3 separate regions of the Mus musculus genome follow, and all the other regions are linked to region 1. The links are chromatin contacts, called in public promoter capture Hi-C maps. All regions are on one chromosome and are shown on one strand. The core of a region is the stretch at or near the end of the contact, and the rest is flanking DNA. Distances in the headings are between cores, read along the strand shown. Region 1 holds the start of Prpf19 (pre-mRNA processing factor 19). Region 2 holds the start of Zbtb3 (zinc finger and BTB domain containing 3). Region 3 holds the start of Nxf1 (nuclear RNA export factor 1).

The links. Promoter capture Hi-C pulls out the DNA fragments that hold promoters and counts their contacts.
Region 2: a contact with region 1 is called in a promoter capture Hi-C map of hippocampal neurons, with 3 times the contacts expected there. A contact is called at or near these places in 1 of 39 promoter capture datasets (hippocampal neurons) and 1 of 484 Hi-C or Micro-C datasets (muscle stem cells).
Region 3: a promoter capture Hi-C map of pre-B cells shows a contact between it and region 1, with 2.1 times the contacts expected there. A contact is called at or near these places in 3 of 39 promoter capture datasets (cranial neural crest, liver and pre-B cells) and 1 of 130 datasets of targeted methods (astrocytes).

What each region holds. Positions count from the first base shown.
Region 1 is chr19:10,893,618-10,897,664 of GRCm38.p6, forward strand. It overlaps Prpf19 (pre-mRNA processing factor 19), which reads left to right and starts at 1,614. Exons shown (of 16, transcript NM_134129.4): 1 at 1,614-1,851; 2 at 3,886-4,035. The coding sequence starts at 1,833.
Region 2 is chr19:8,801,125-8,805,251 of GRCm38.p6, forward strand. Zbtb3 (zinc finger and BTB domain containing 3) reads left to right here and starts at 1,424. Exons shown (of 2, transcript NM_001098237.2): 1 at 1,424-1,561; 2 at 1,850-3,722. The coding sequence starts at 1,901. The coding sequence ends at 3,457.
Region 3 is chr19:8,755,537-8,759,248 of GRCm38.p6, forward strand. It overlaps Nxf1 (nuclear RNA export factor 1), which reads left to right and starts at 1,567. Exons shown (of 21, transcript NM_016813.2): 1 at 1,567-1,723. The coding sequence starts at 1,696. 1700023D09Rik (RIKEN cDNA 1700023D09 gene) reads right to left here and starts at 1,433. Exons shown (of 2, transcript NR_132423.1): 1 at 1,249-1,433. Stx5a (syntaxin 5A) reads left to right here. Exons shown (of 10, transcript NM_019829.4): 10 at 1-106.

The sequences.
Region 1 (4,047 bases), core at 364-2,863:
GGAAGCAGAAATAAAACAAAAGAGAAGGCCTGAGCATGTTTTCCTTGGGAGGCTAGGAGACAAAGAGGGAAGTGCAGAGATCTGACTGGTTGATAGGTCAGATTTCTCCAGTGTACTTTTCATAAGGACCAAGGCAGGCAGAACATAGTTACCATGCTTGCTGTGATTGGCAGGGCTAGGACATGTGGCCATTGCCTCTGTCTGTCCTGATTTCTTAGAAGGTTAGAAAGCTAGTTTTAATTTGCTACCATAGAACTCCATTATGACTGATACCATTTTAGTTTATTTACTTACTCTCAATGTGCCACCAGGCCTAGCCTATTTATTTATTTTACTGTGTGTGCTTGTGTGTGTGTGTGTGTGGGGGGGGTGTCTTGGGGACTGAACTCGGGTATCAGGCTTGGTAGCCGATCTGGTCCGGTCTTTAGTAGAGAAAACAAAAGAAGTTGGCAGGAGGCAGGGAACTGTTATTATAACAAAACACCTGAGGTAGGCTACTTTAAAGAAAAGAGGGTTCTCCTTGCTCAAATTTCTAGAAGCACAAGGTTCAAAGAGAATGACGTGGGCAATGTCTAGGGCCTCTTCCTTGCTGGTGTCACATTGCCATGGAAGTCAACTGGTTCATTTGTGCCTGTTCACTCTTTCTTTCCCTATATGAACTCCACCAGGATTCTTGTAATGTCTTATTCTAAAGATCCCACCTCTACATTCCACAGTTAAGCTAGATAGTAATGACACACACCTTTGATTTCAGCACTCAAAAGGCAGAGACAGGAAGATCTTTGAGTTTGAGGCCAGCCTTATCTGCAGACTGAGTTCCAGGACAGCCAGGGCTACACACACACACACACACACACACACACACACACACACACAAACCCAGTCTCAAAAAAACAAAAACAAAACCACAGAAAAACACCATAGTCGTGCTAACTTTCCACTCTTACTGTTTGGTTGCTTATTGAGACATGTTCTCTCTACACAGCTCTGACTGCCCTGGATTGGAGCTCACTATATAACCAGGTTGGACTTGTACTCCGAGATCTGCCTGCCTCTGAAGCCCAGTGCCTGTGTTTAAAGACTTCTGCAAACACACCCATCAAATTTCCATTCTTTTAAACGTACACATAAGACGCTGGGAACTAAATTCCCTTGAGTTTACAAAACAGACTATATTTAAAACGTAGCAGGCAACGAAGTCATTGGCTTGCCCATATTTCCAGAGCAAGAATTTAGGCAGTGTTAGTTTCTTTACTCATTTGTGCTTTATTTACAGGGTCACATTGTTTCTCAAAAGCCGGCCAAGGAACACAGGTCTCCGAATCATGCCTACAGACTCTCTAAGGCAGACTCTAGGAATCTGCACTTTTACAAGCTCCTGAAAAATCTGTCTTGCACACGACCATTTCAAAGACTAGTGTTCCCTAGGTGACAGCAGCTCCATCTAAAAAAAAAAAAAAAAAAAAGAGCCTTGGCGGTCCCCGCAGCCTCATGGGAAATGTAGTTTCTTCTCTCCTTCCCGCCTCAGGCCTCTTGGAGCGCTCGCCGGAAGAAGCCGAGCCAATGCGGAAACAGCCGAGTGTTTCGAGGCGGGCCTTTTCCTGCTCGGTTGCATGCTGGGAAAGGGCAGTTTCCGTTAGCTGCAGAAGGCTGAGGCGCGCCACCGGCCACCTCCCCACGTGAAGCAGTTGTGCGAGCATCGCCACGCTGGGCAGCTGTCTACCCGCGTCCGAGCGCTCCGGAAGCGGCGGGGGACCGGAAGTGGCCCGCGGAGGCTGCAGAGAACCGGGAACCCTCTGTGAGGCGACTGGCAGCAGCGCTACGACGGCGCCATGTCCCTGATCTGCTCGAGTGAGTGCTGGCTGCGGCGGGAGGCGGGAGCGTGTGTGGCCCCTGTGGCTCGGGCCCTGGAGCTCCCGGCCCTGCGTGCAGGGTGCATTTGCGCAGGGCTGCGCAATTCACGTAGCTGGGAAGAATGACTGTCTCAGGGGTCTTTTGAAACCGGCGTCGTTTTACAGAGCTGAGACAGGCCTGAGCAGAAGTGGGGGGGAGGAGCTGGTGCAGTGAAAAACAGCTCTTGGTGTCAAAAAACCCGAGGACATGCCCAGGATCCGCCTCCAATTGTGATCTGGGCTCTAGCGGGTTTGGGCCTCAGTTTCCCCATCTGCAAAATTGAAAGCATTGCAGTGGGCATTGCTTGGGAAACCTCGCTTAGGAATCGGACTTTCCGATTTGCAGAGATCACGCAGTGACTTCGAGACAGGGCTGGAAGCCAGGTGTCTGGCTTCTAGCCTCGCGCAGTATGACTAATGAAAACAGCGAATGTTTAGAAAACCTGTATTGATTTACGATGCATTTCCAAACGGTGATCTCATTTTATGCTTACAAGAATTGTCTGAAGGGAAATAAAGATCCGTGAGTTACAGAGGGTGTCGGAAGTCTTGAAGAATGGGTTTACCTAGGGGTGTGCGAGGAAGCTAAGCAGTGGAGCTTGGCTCTTTGAGCCTGGATCCATGGTTTTCCCGTGCACTATGCTGTCCTGTCTTGGGGTGTTGTATTACGGCATTGCGGGTGTTCTCCCATATTGTTTACCACGTTACTAGATTCCTCGCCTTCTCTATTTCCCTCTCAGAACGTTGCCATTAGTTCAAAGAAGGAAAAGGAGGAGGGAAATGACAAGCAGAAAAGGAAATCTCATACTAGAGAAATTGCAGTTTGCAAAGTATTTACAAACGATTTGTTTTCTTTCCATCTTTGAGACCACACTCTTACGTGCCCAGGGCTATCCTTCCTCTGGTAGAAGAGGGAAAGCTCCCAGAAAGCTTTAGTCGTCGAGTAGTGTGATAAACCAACAGAATAGGACAGGAAGGCCGTGTACAAGATACGGGTTTTAAATATGGCACAAATCCATACTTAATAACACATGCATGGGAGTCCTGCAAAAATAGGTGATTCTAAGAGAAGCCACGGAGAAGAATAGGAGCTTGAACCTTAGGATGGTGACTCACAACCTATGGGAGGCTGAATAGAATTGTGTGGTGAATAAGAGCTGTTTTGTGATGTGACAAGTCGCTATCTTAGAGCAGCTTTCAGAAGAGTCTGATGTGGAGGTAGCTTCCACTTGTCTGCTAAAGTGAACCAGTTGACCCTGTTTAGGGGAAGGTAGAGAAACAAGTCTGAGAAGGTCAGAGAGACCTTGGTTTTAAGCCTGCTTTTGGGGCCTTCATTTCTTTATTTTTTATTTTGGTAGTTAAGCATGCTCAAGGCTTCGTACTTTGGAATATTCTTTTCTGGGCCCCGGGACTTTTGCACTCATTTACCCTGTTATGATGTTTATCAAGTGTCAGCTTAGTATCTGCATTGTCCTGGAGGTCAGTGACAGCTGTAACGGCCATCTTCAAGGGTACACAGACTATTCTGTCAAGCGCTTAGAATAGAATCTTGCTTGGCATGTAGTAGCAGAGCTCTTTGTTTGCTTGTTTTCATTTTATCAGTACTTGTCACGTTGCTTCGGAATTTCTCCTGTTGATCTGTCTAGGGCTCCCACTGGATGACAGGTTTGAGTTGTGCTCTGTGTGCTTCTCTGTCCATCTCGGTTCAAAAATGAGATGGGCAGGACTTACTGACCACTCTGTACAGTACTGGCACATAGGATCTGGGCAGTTATTATTTATTGACTTTTATTATCAGCAGACCAGAGAATTTAGCTAAGTAGTTGGCGAGCATTGTAGGACCAAGTACGGGCAGGCTTGCTGTCACAGACCTTGCTTCCTGATAGCTGACTAGGAGGACATGGTCTTGTTGGGGCTGACACAATGAAGAATCTCCTCTGCCCACGTCTCCTTTTCTCCTGTGCTCACTCTCACTACCTGTCTTTCTCTATAGTCTCCAATGAAGTGCCAGAGCACCCGTGCGTGTCCCCTGTCTCTAATCATGTGTATGAGCGGCGACTCATTGAGAAGTACATTGCAGAGAATGGCACAGATCCTATCAACAACCAGCCTCTCTCAGAGGAGCAGCTCATCGACATCAAAGGTGCCTGCCCAG
Region 2 (4,127 bases), core at 174-2,673, 2.1 Mb before region 1:
AAAGAGCACATCACCTACACTTGGGTTTTATGCTGTCCAGGCTGTGCTGAAAGTTTGTTGTTCCGGCTGGCCTTGAAGTTCCGATGCTCTGTCTTCTACCTCCTGAACATATTGTGGACATGCACAACCACATGTGTATTATGGGACCAAACAGGACTATCTTTGGAGGCAAACTACCATCCTCCTCAGAACTTTAGCTGGGTCTGCAGGCAGAAGACCACCTCAGCTGTGCTTGCTGACTGTTGACTTTCCCTTATAGGATGAGGGGCTGTGGAGGGTCATGAGACCCTCACTTGAGTATCCAGTCACTTCCCTCAACCAGTTCCCTAATTGCACATGACCCCAGGATCTCCAGGGCTGGGTGTGTGTGTAATATATATATTACATATATTACCTGATTGATATACATATATATATATATATATATATATATATATATATATATATATATATATATATATATATATATATATATATATACCCAGAATTCTATAGGTGGAGAATGACTTAGGGAGGGAGCTCCATCTATATGGCTACAGGAACATTATGCTGGGTAAACCCTTTAGCCAGGGACTTCTGAAGTGGCTCACCCACACTCCTGTAAGTAACCCCTCACCTAGGCTCTGTAAGAAAGGCCAATAAGTTCTCAGGGGCCCAAGGTACTAGTGGCATAGTACCTTGGTTTATCATTGGGACCTTACAGAAGAGTTTTTTGTTTTGTTTTGTTTTCTCTACTTATTGACTTTACATTCCGATCGCAGCCCCCCTCAGGGAAAAGATTTTAACAACACAGATATCCTTAGACTCTGTCCCATTTCTGTCCTTACTAGGGCTTGCCTAGAGAACAGTCCATCATCTTCATAGAGTTAGAGGTAGTTACTAACACCACTACTGAGCCTGAACTAGTGGCGCATCCTGTAATTTTCGAGGACCAGATCTGCAAGAGTGAACTGCACTTTTGGGAGGTGTGGCTTACTGCCCACTGTTTCGGCAGAGCTTGGTCTAGACGTGGGCCTACAGGTTATCACACCATTTTGTTATAGTTCTCCTTCTAGGTAGTCCGCAGCAGAAACAGGCTGTATACTCCCGAATACACTGCGTTACTGCCAACCTCGCCCCACCCAGGCGGGTAATTTCCCTATGGGAAACAGATGAATAAGTTCAGCCAATCCTGAGGTCTCTGAGGGAAGGCGGGATGAGGAAGAAAAGTTTAGGACAGGAGCAACAACCAATTGTGAGCCTCGACGCCTGAGCAATGGCAGGGATTGCCCATTTGGAGAAGCCGGTTATCGAGGGGCGGGGTAGCTCACAGTGAGCCAATCCACAACAAGAGAGGGCAAGCTTGAGCCAATTAAGATAGCGGAGGTGGGAAGAGGCGGAGCTCTCCTAGTAGCTGCTAGGTCGTGGGTGAGGGCTCAGCTTTCTCTGCTAGTTCCTACGTTGGGAGTCCTTAGCCTTGGAGTTCGAGAGGGAAAAGCGCAGGAAGTTCCGGGTCTGGGGCGTGAAGGCATCACCCGGGAAAGCTTGGGCGCAAAAGACAGTCCTAGTTGGAGGACTCATTGTAAGGCACCGGCTGAGAATCGAGGAAGCACAGGCTGCTTAGGGGGCGGGACTTCCGGGGGCAGGGCTTTTTTTCGAATAGGGGCGGGGACGATTCCTAAGGTTAGGCTCAGGGGGCGGAGCCAACAGGTCTTTGGGTGGGATAGTGGAAAAAGAAGGGCAGTTAACTGAAACATGGTTGGGGGTGGGGGACAGCATGTTGCCAGAGGCCTTGGGTGGTCAGCTCTATTTAAGGGCTGATGTGGAGGTTGCTATGGAAGTTACCTAATTTACTGTCCTTTCTTCCCAGGGAGTCAGTGGTAGGGAACTCTCTTGGGCACCCTTCCCTCCTTGGGGTGCTATGGAGTTCCCAGAACACAGTCAGCAGCTGCTTCAGAGCCTGCGGGAGCAACGGTCCCAGGGTTTCCTTTGTGACTGCACTGTGATGGTTGGTAGTACCCAGTTCTTGGCCCATCGGGCTGTGCTGGCCTCCTGCAGCCCATTCTTTCAGCTTTTCTACAAGGAGCGGGAATTGGACAAGAGGGACCTGGTGTGTATTCACAATGAGATTGTCACGGCCCCAGCCTTTGGGTTGCTTTTGGACTTTATGTATGCTGGCCAGCTGGCCCTTAGGGGAGATACTCCTCTAGAAGATGTGCTGGCAGCTGCCAGCTACTTGCACATGAATGACATTGTTAAGGTTTGTAAGCAACGATTGCAGGCCCGAGCTCTGGCAGAGGCAGACAGTACCAAGAAGGAAGAGGAAACCAATCCTGCTAGTCTGGAGTTTTTGTCAGGCAGTTCTCGAGGCCCACAGCCTTTACTGGCATCTGTTGAACCGTCAGCCCGCTGGAACAAAGAGGAATGGAAGGGTCCAGCCACTCCCTTACCCATTGCTCATCCTGCAGATGAGCCACCAGTATCTGGGGGGGCAGACACTACACAACCAAGCATGGAAGTTGACTCATCACATCTTCGGGCACCTCCTCCACCAGTGGCTGATGTCTCCGTCTCTCTTGCCAGCCCAAGTAGCTCTACAGAGACCATTCCTGTAAACTACTTCTCTTCTGGCCTTCCAGGAGTTTCGGTGGAGCCCTTGACTCCTCTTGATGTGGTTCCTGAGAGTCTGAGGGTGGTGGAACCAAGGGATACTGGAGGACCATTGCAAGGCTTCTATCCCCCAGCTCCAGCCCCACCCCCAGCGCCAGCCCCAGTTCTATCCCAGGCTCCAGCCCCAGTTGAAGCTGAACTGGTCCAGGTAAAAGTAGAAGCTATTGTGATCTCTGATGAGGAGGCTGACTTGTCAGAGGAACAGCCCCACAGATCTGAAGGGCTGTTCCCACCTGGAGGAGCAGTGTATGGGGGACAGCCCTCACAGGCAGAGGCTTTTGAGGAGCCAGGGGCAACAGGACTAGAGGAGGTGGGGCCAAGTGACCACTTCCTGCCTCCGGAATCTCATCTACCATACCATCTGCTGCCAGGTCCAGGGCAGTATCATCGAGGGCTGGTAACCTCACCCCTGCCTGCACCAGCAGCCCTGCATGAACCACTCTACCCTCCTCCTGAGTATGAAGCAGCCCAAGGGAGCTTTGGAAATTTTACAGAGGATGTTCCCACCTGCAAGACTTGTGGAAAGACCTTCTCATGTTCTTATACACTAAGGCGACATGCCACAGTGCACACACGTGAGCGGCCCTATGAGTGCCGCTATTGCCTACGAAGCTACACACAGTCAGGGGACCTCTACCGCCACATCCGCAAGGCTCACAATGAGGACCTGGCCAAACGCAGCAAACCAGATCCAGAGGCTAGCACCATTCTAGGGGTGCAGCCCCTCTCTGGCTCCCAAACGACAGAGAGACATAGCAGTGGTGGTGGAGGTCCACCCAAAGAATTTGCACTTGGTCCTAAAAATTAACATCTGGGGAGCATGAACTGATGCCAGGCCTGCTCTTACCATTGCTAGATGGCTACAGAGAAGGCTGGAAGCACCTCATCACTCCAGGGTGGCAGAATGAAGGTTCTTCCCAACCCGAAGCTGTCTACCCTTTTCTTTGCCCAGCCAGATAAACAGGATGTTATAGGGCAGAGCAAGTCAGCCAGTTCTCCAAGGGCACTGAGAATTTTCCTGAGGTGTAACTGCTCATTCCACATTCTGGAACATAAAACTAGCACTGAAATTATCCCTTTGAACTGGTGTTGGCTGGTTTCTTCCACATGTCTACATGACTTCATGTCTGCCCTCTAGTTCTTTTATCTGACACCTGTATTGGGTAAGCATGTGAGTCTAATTGCTCATGAGGCAAAAAGTGAGACAGGGAGAGGGTGGCATAGACTTAAAGTACAAAGAGGGAATCTTAGACATGGATTGCTGTAGTTGAACTTGTGTTCTGGGCTGGATTGGGCACTTCACGATTAATCTTTTGACAACTTCATGGGGGTATTAGGCCCACCTCCCTTTCCCGAGACTTGAGACTTGGGACTCATTCATTCGTTCAGGGTCATAGAGCTGGTTATGGAGAAAACTAGGATTTGAACTTGGCTTGTGACTCCAGACAACATGCTTGTTATTGTGGTCCACAGCAAAC
Region 3 (3,712 bases), core at 317-2,816, 2.1 Mb before region 1:
CCCTACAGTTGCCTGCACAAACCTGACTTTGGCTACTGGTGACTCTCAATATGCCAAACATGCTGCAGCCTATTTCCTCCCAATTACAGCAAGACTGTCAGCCTCACTAGTGTTGATGTCATTTCTGGGGGGGGGGGGGGGACTTCAGCAAAAAGCTAACCACTGCCCAATACCAGAACCAAAAGGGTTAAGTCAGTGACTCTGATGGGCCCCTACTGATAGGCAGGGTAGCTCCGGAGCTCTGTACACACAACTCCCCCCTAGAAGCGAGTAGCCAAGTACAGCAGCACTTCATAAGAGTTTTCCTTTGGACTAAGTGGGTTCATAATTGGGCGGCAACTTCCAAGACAGTACCCATAAGTTTGAGCCTGTTTTGTATCTTCAAATCAAGTCATGCTCCATGCCTACCAGCACCCCATCTGCTTCCCCCTCCCACAGCAGCATCTGGATCCAAGGCTGCAATAGTCCTAGCCACACCAGAAAAGTTTCCTAGAGCTCTTGGGTTTGACATTAAAGTTTCAGTCAACACTTGGGAGTTGGAAGCAGGTGAATTTCTTGAGTTTGTGGCCAACTTGGTCTACAAAGCAAGTTTCACAGAAACCCTGTTTCAAGAAACAAAACCCAAAACTAGCAACTTTCCCTAGCTACCTACCTAGCTGACCTGGGTCTACCAATTAGGCTTCAGTATGACAGACTGAGTGAAGTGAAGATCAAGGCTTAAGGCTCACTAGATCCCTGATTTTGTTTTGAGATGGTCTATGTAGTGTTCCCTATCTCTGAACTGGACAAAGTATTGATAGTAAGACTAAAGCTTTTTTATTTTATTTTATTATTTTATTTTTTTTGGAGGAAGGGTCTCTACATAGCTCTGGCTGTTCTAGAAATTTCTATAGAGCCAAGACTGGCCTCAAACTCAAAGATCTGCCTGCCTCTGCCTTCCAAATGCTGGGTTTAAAGACCTGCTCCACTACACCCGACTTGACTTTTTTTTTCATTAGTCAATTTAAAAGACCTTTTTTCATTAGTCAATTTAAAAACCTACGAAGGACAGGATTTCGTTTAATTCACACTTGGGTTTCACACTGGGCATGATACTGTGCTGGAGGAAGAAAAGTTCGCATTAGTTAAGGTTCCTGCTCCAGTGGGGCTTACATTCCAATTTTCTATTTCGTCATAATTCGTCGTGGAGATGAGAAAAGCTAAGAGGGCATAGGCCAGCGGCTGGCAAGGAACTGAGCTGCGACTTACTCGCTGCCGGGATCCCACCGGCGGGGACTGTGGGCCGTTACTCCCGTTCAGAGGCCAGGTCTCCATTCTTGTGTGTAGCCCTCGACCCTGCTCCTCTTGAGTTCAGTGCTAACGCAGAGGGTTTAGCTCCGGGACCGGGCCAGCGAAGAAATAGGAAGGCGGGGCCGGCCGATAGGCCATCCGGCCGGAGCTCCGGCCGTGGGCGGGCCTCGGAGGGCCTGGCCACGCCCCCGAGCGGCCGCCCTGCTTCTGCGCAGGCTCAGAGAGCGCGTTCACGTCCCGCGGCACCGCCCACATCCTGGGGACGTCGGCGGCGCGCGACGTGCTTCGCCGGATAAATGCGGTGGCGCCGGTCGTAGGAGAGATTCTGTCCTGAGCGCTAAGGCTCCTTGGCGTTTGGTGGCGTCAGGTTCTGCGCCTGAGCCCGCCCCTGTACCTGCCTGTGCCATGGCGGACGAAGGGAAGTCATACAACGGTCAGTGCGGGGCCTCGGGCCGGGAGGCGACGCGGTGGGTTGGGGTGGGCGGCCCTGGCCTAGGCCTCAGCCCGGGGGCGGGAGGCCGCGAGGAGCCCTACGTCCGTAGGTAGCGGTGGCCGCGCGGGCAGGGGGCGCGGGGCGCCGCGGGACCCAGGGGCTCCAGAGTCGCCCGGATTCAGGCGTTGGAGAACCTGTGGCTCAGGGGTGGGGTGACAAGATTCCTTTCAACTTTGAGGGTGGTTGATGCCTGTCAGTTCAGTTTGGCGGCCCGACTCTTCCTTTAAATGTGAGTCAGTAGTCGCTTGGTCGTGGGCTACCCTGGTGCCCTATTTTTCTTTTTCTTTTTGTGATACGATCAGTCTGTTCTTGTAGCTTGCTGCTTATTGTTTATCAAATTTCTAGTCGGAACACCTATCCTGACATGTTAATTCATTGTGGTGGTTAGGACACTATGACAGCTGAGGTTTGAATCTGGAGTTGGCTGTACTAAACCCGAGTGAGTTAAACTTTCAGGCCTTGTTTTCCGCCTCTTTCATGTGGGTACCTGTCTCCCAAGTTTGTGTGCATGTGCGTGTGCGTTTGTGTGCGTATGAAATAATTTCTACCAAGTGCCTAGAACACAGTAACTGGAGTGGGAATTTTCTTCCGTGAACCGTAGTTTCACTGTCTCTTAATGTATTCCTTTTTACTAGGGTTGCTTGGAGAGGATCGTTGTTTAGAGGATGCTAGATATTAGGTGGATTTCTTTGAAAGTTATACCTTTTTTGTATTTGTGTAATACTGATGATTTATCCAGGCCTGAAAAATAGCTACCCAATGAACCTTTATTTTAATTCAAATATAATTACTTGGTCTCCTTTCTCTAGCCATTCCCATTGTCAACTCTCTCCCCAAATTCATCCAACATGCAGAGCCCATTTAGTGTTAATGTGTATATATTTGTTTCTAAAGCTTACCATTTGGGATTGGATAACCATTTAGGGAATTCATCCCTAGGGAAGGCTAATTCTCCCTTACAGGGTCAGCCCTAGTATCCCAGGCTGGCCTCAGTCAGTCTCCCTGTGTCAGCTTCCCAAGTTCGGTATTGCATAGACTTTTACTTTTTTTTGGGGGGGTTGGGCTCCTAGAGTTAAACTCAAGGTCTGGCAAAAAGGAAAATAAATAGAACCAAGTGTAGTAGTGCACTGTTTAAGGTAAGAGGATCAGAGGTTCCAGGTCATTCCCTGTGTGCCAGGCCTTCTGTTCTCCCACAGAGCTATAGACAAGGAAGGATGAAAATCCCTTGTTTTTTCGAGACAGGGTTTCTCTGTGTAGCCCTGGCTGTCCTGGAACTCACTTTGTAGACCAGGCTGGCCTTGAACTCGGAAATCCGCCTGCCTCTGCCTCCCAAGTGCTGGGATTAAAGGCATGCGCCACCAGGCCCGGCTGTTATTTTTTTGAGATGGTTCACCAAGTTGTCCAGACTGACTTGAAGTTTCAAATTCTGCCTCAGCCTGGGTGGTGTGTGTGTGTGTGTGAAGGATAGGATAGGCAAGCACATTGTCAACTGGGCTATATCCTCAGCCCTCCTTTTATTTGTTTTGTCTACATATATGCAGACCACCCACTAAGAGAGACAGGTCTCAATCCTGGTCTGGCCTTGAACTCTGTAGTTCCAATCCTCTTCTTAAACAGTGTACTACCACACTTGGTTGGCTTGTTTGTTTATTAATTTATTTATTGAAACAGTGTGTCAATGAGTAGTTCTCTCTGTTCTAGAACTCAATGAGTAGACCATGCTGGCATTCAAAACTCAACAGTTCTCTGCCTGCCACTGTCTGGGAATAAAGATATGGGCCACTGTGTTTGGCTTCTTCCCCTTTTTAAGGCAGGGTTTTAGCTTATCTGGAACTCGGAATCCTCCTGCTTCAAACAATGGTTATATTGGAGAACATTCCCTACCTCCTTACTGTGGAACCTGCACCAGTCCCTGAATCAATAAGTCCC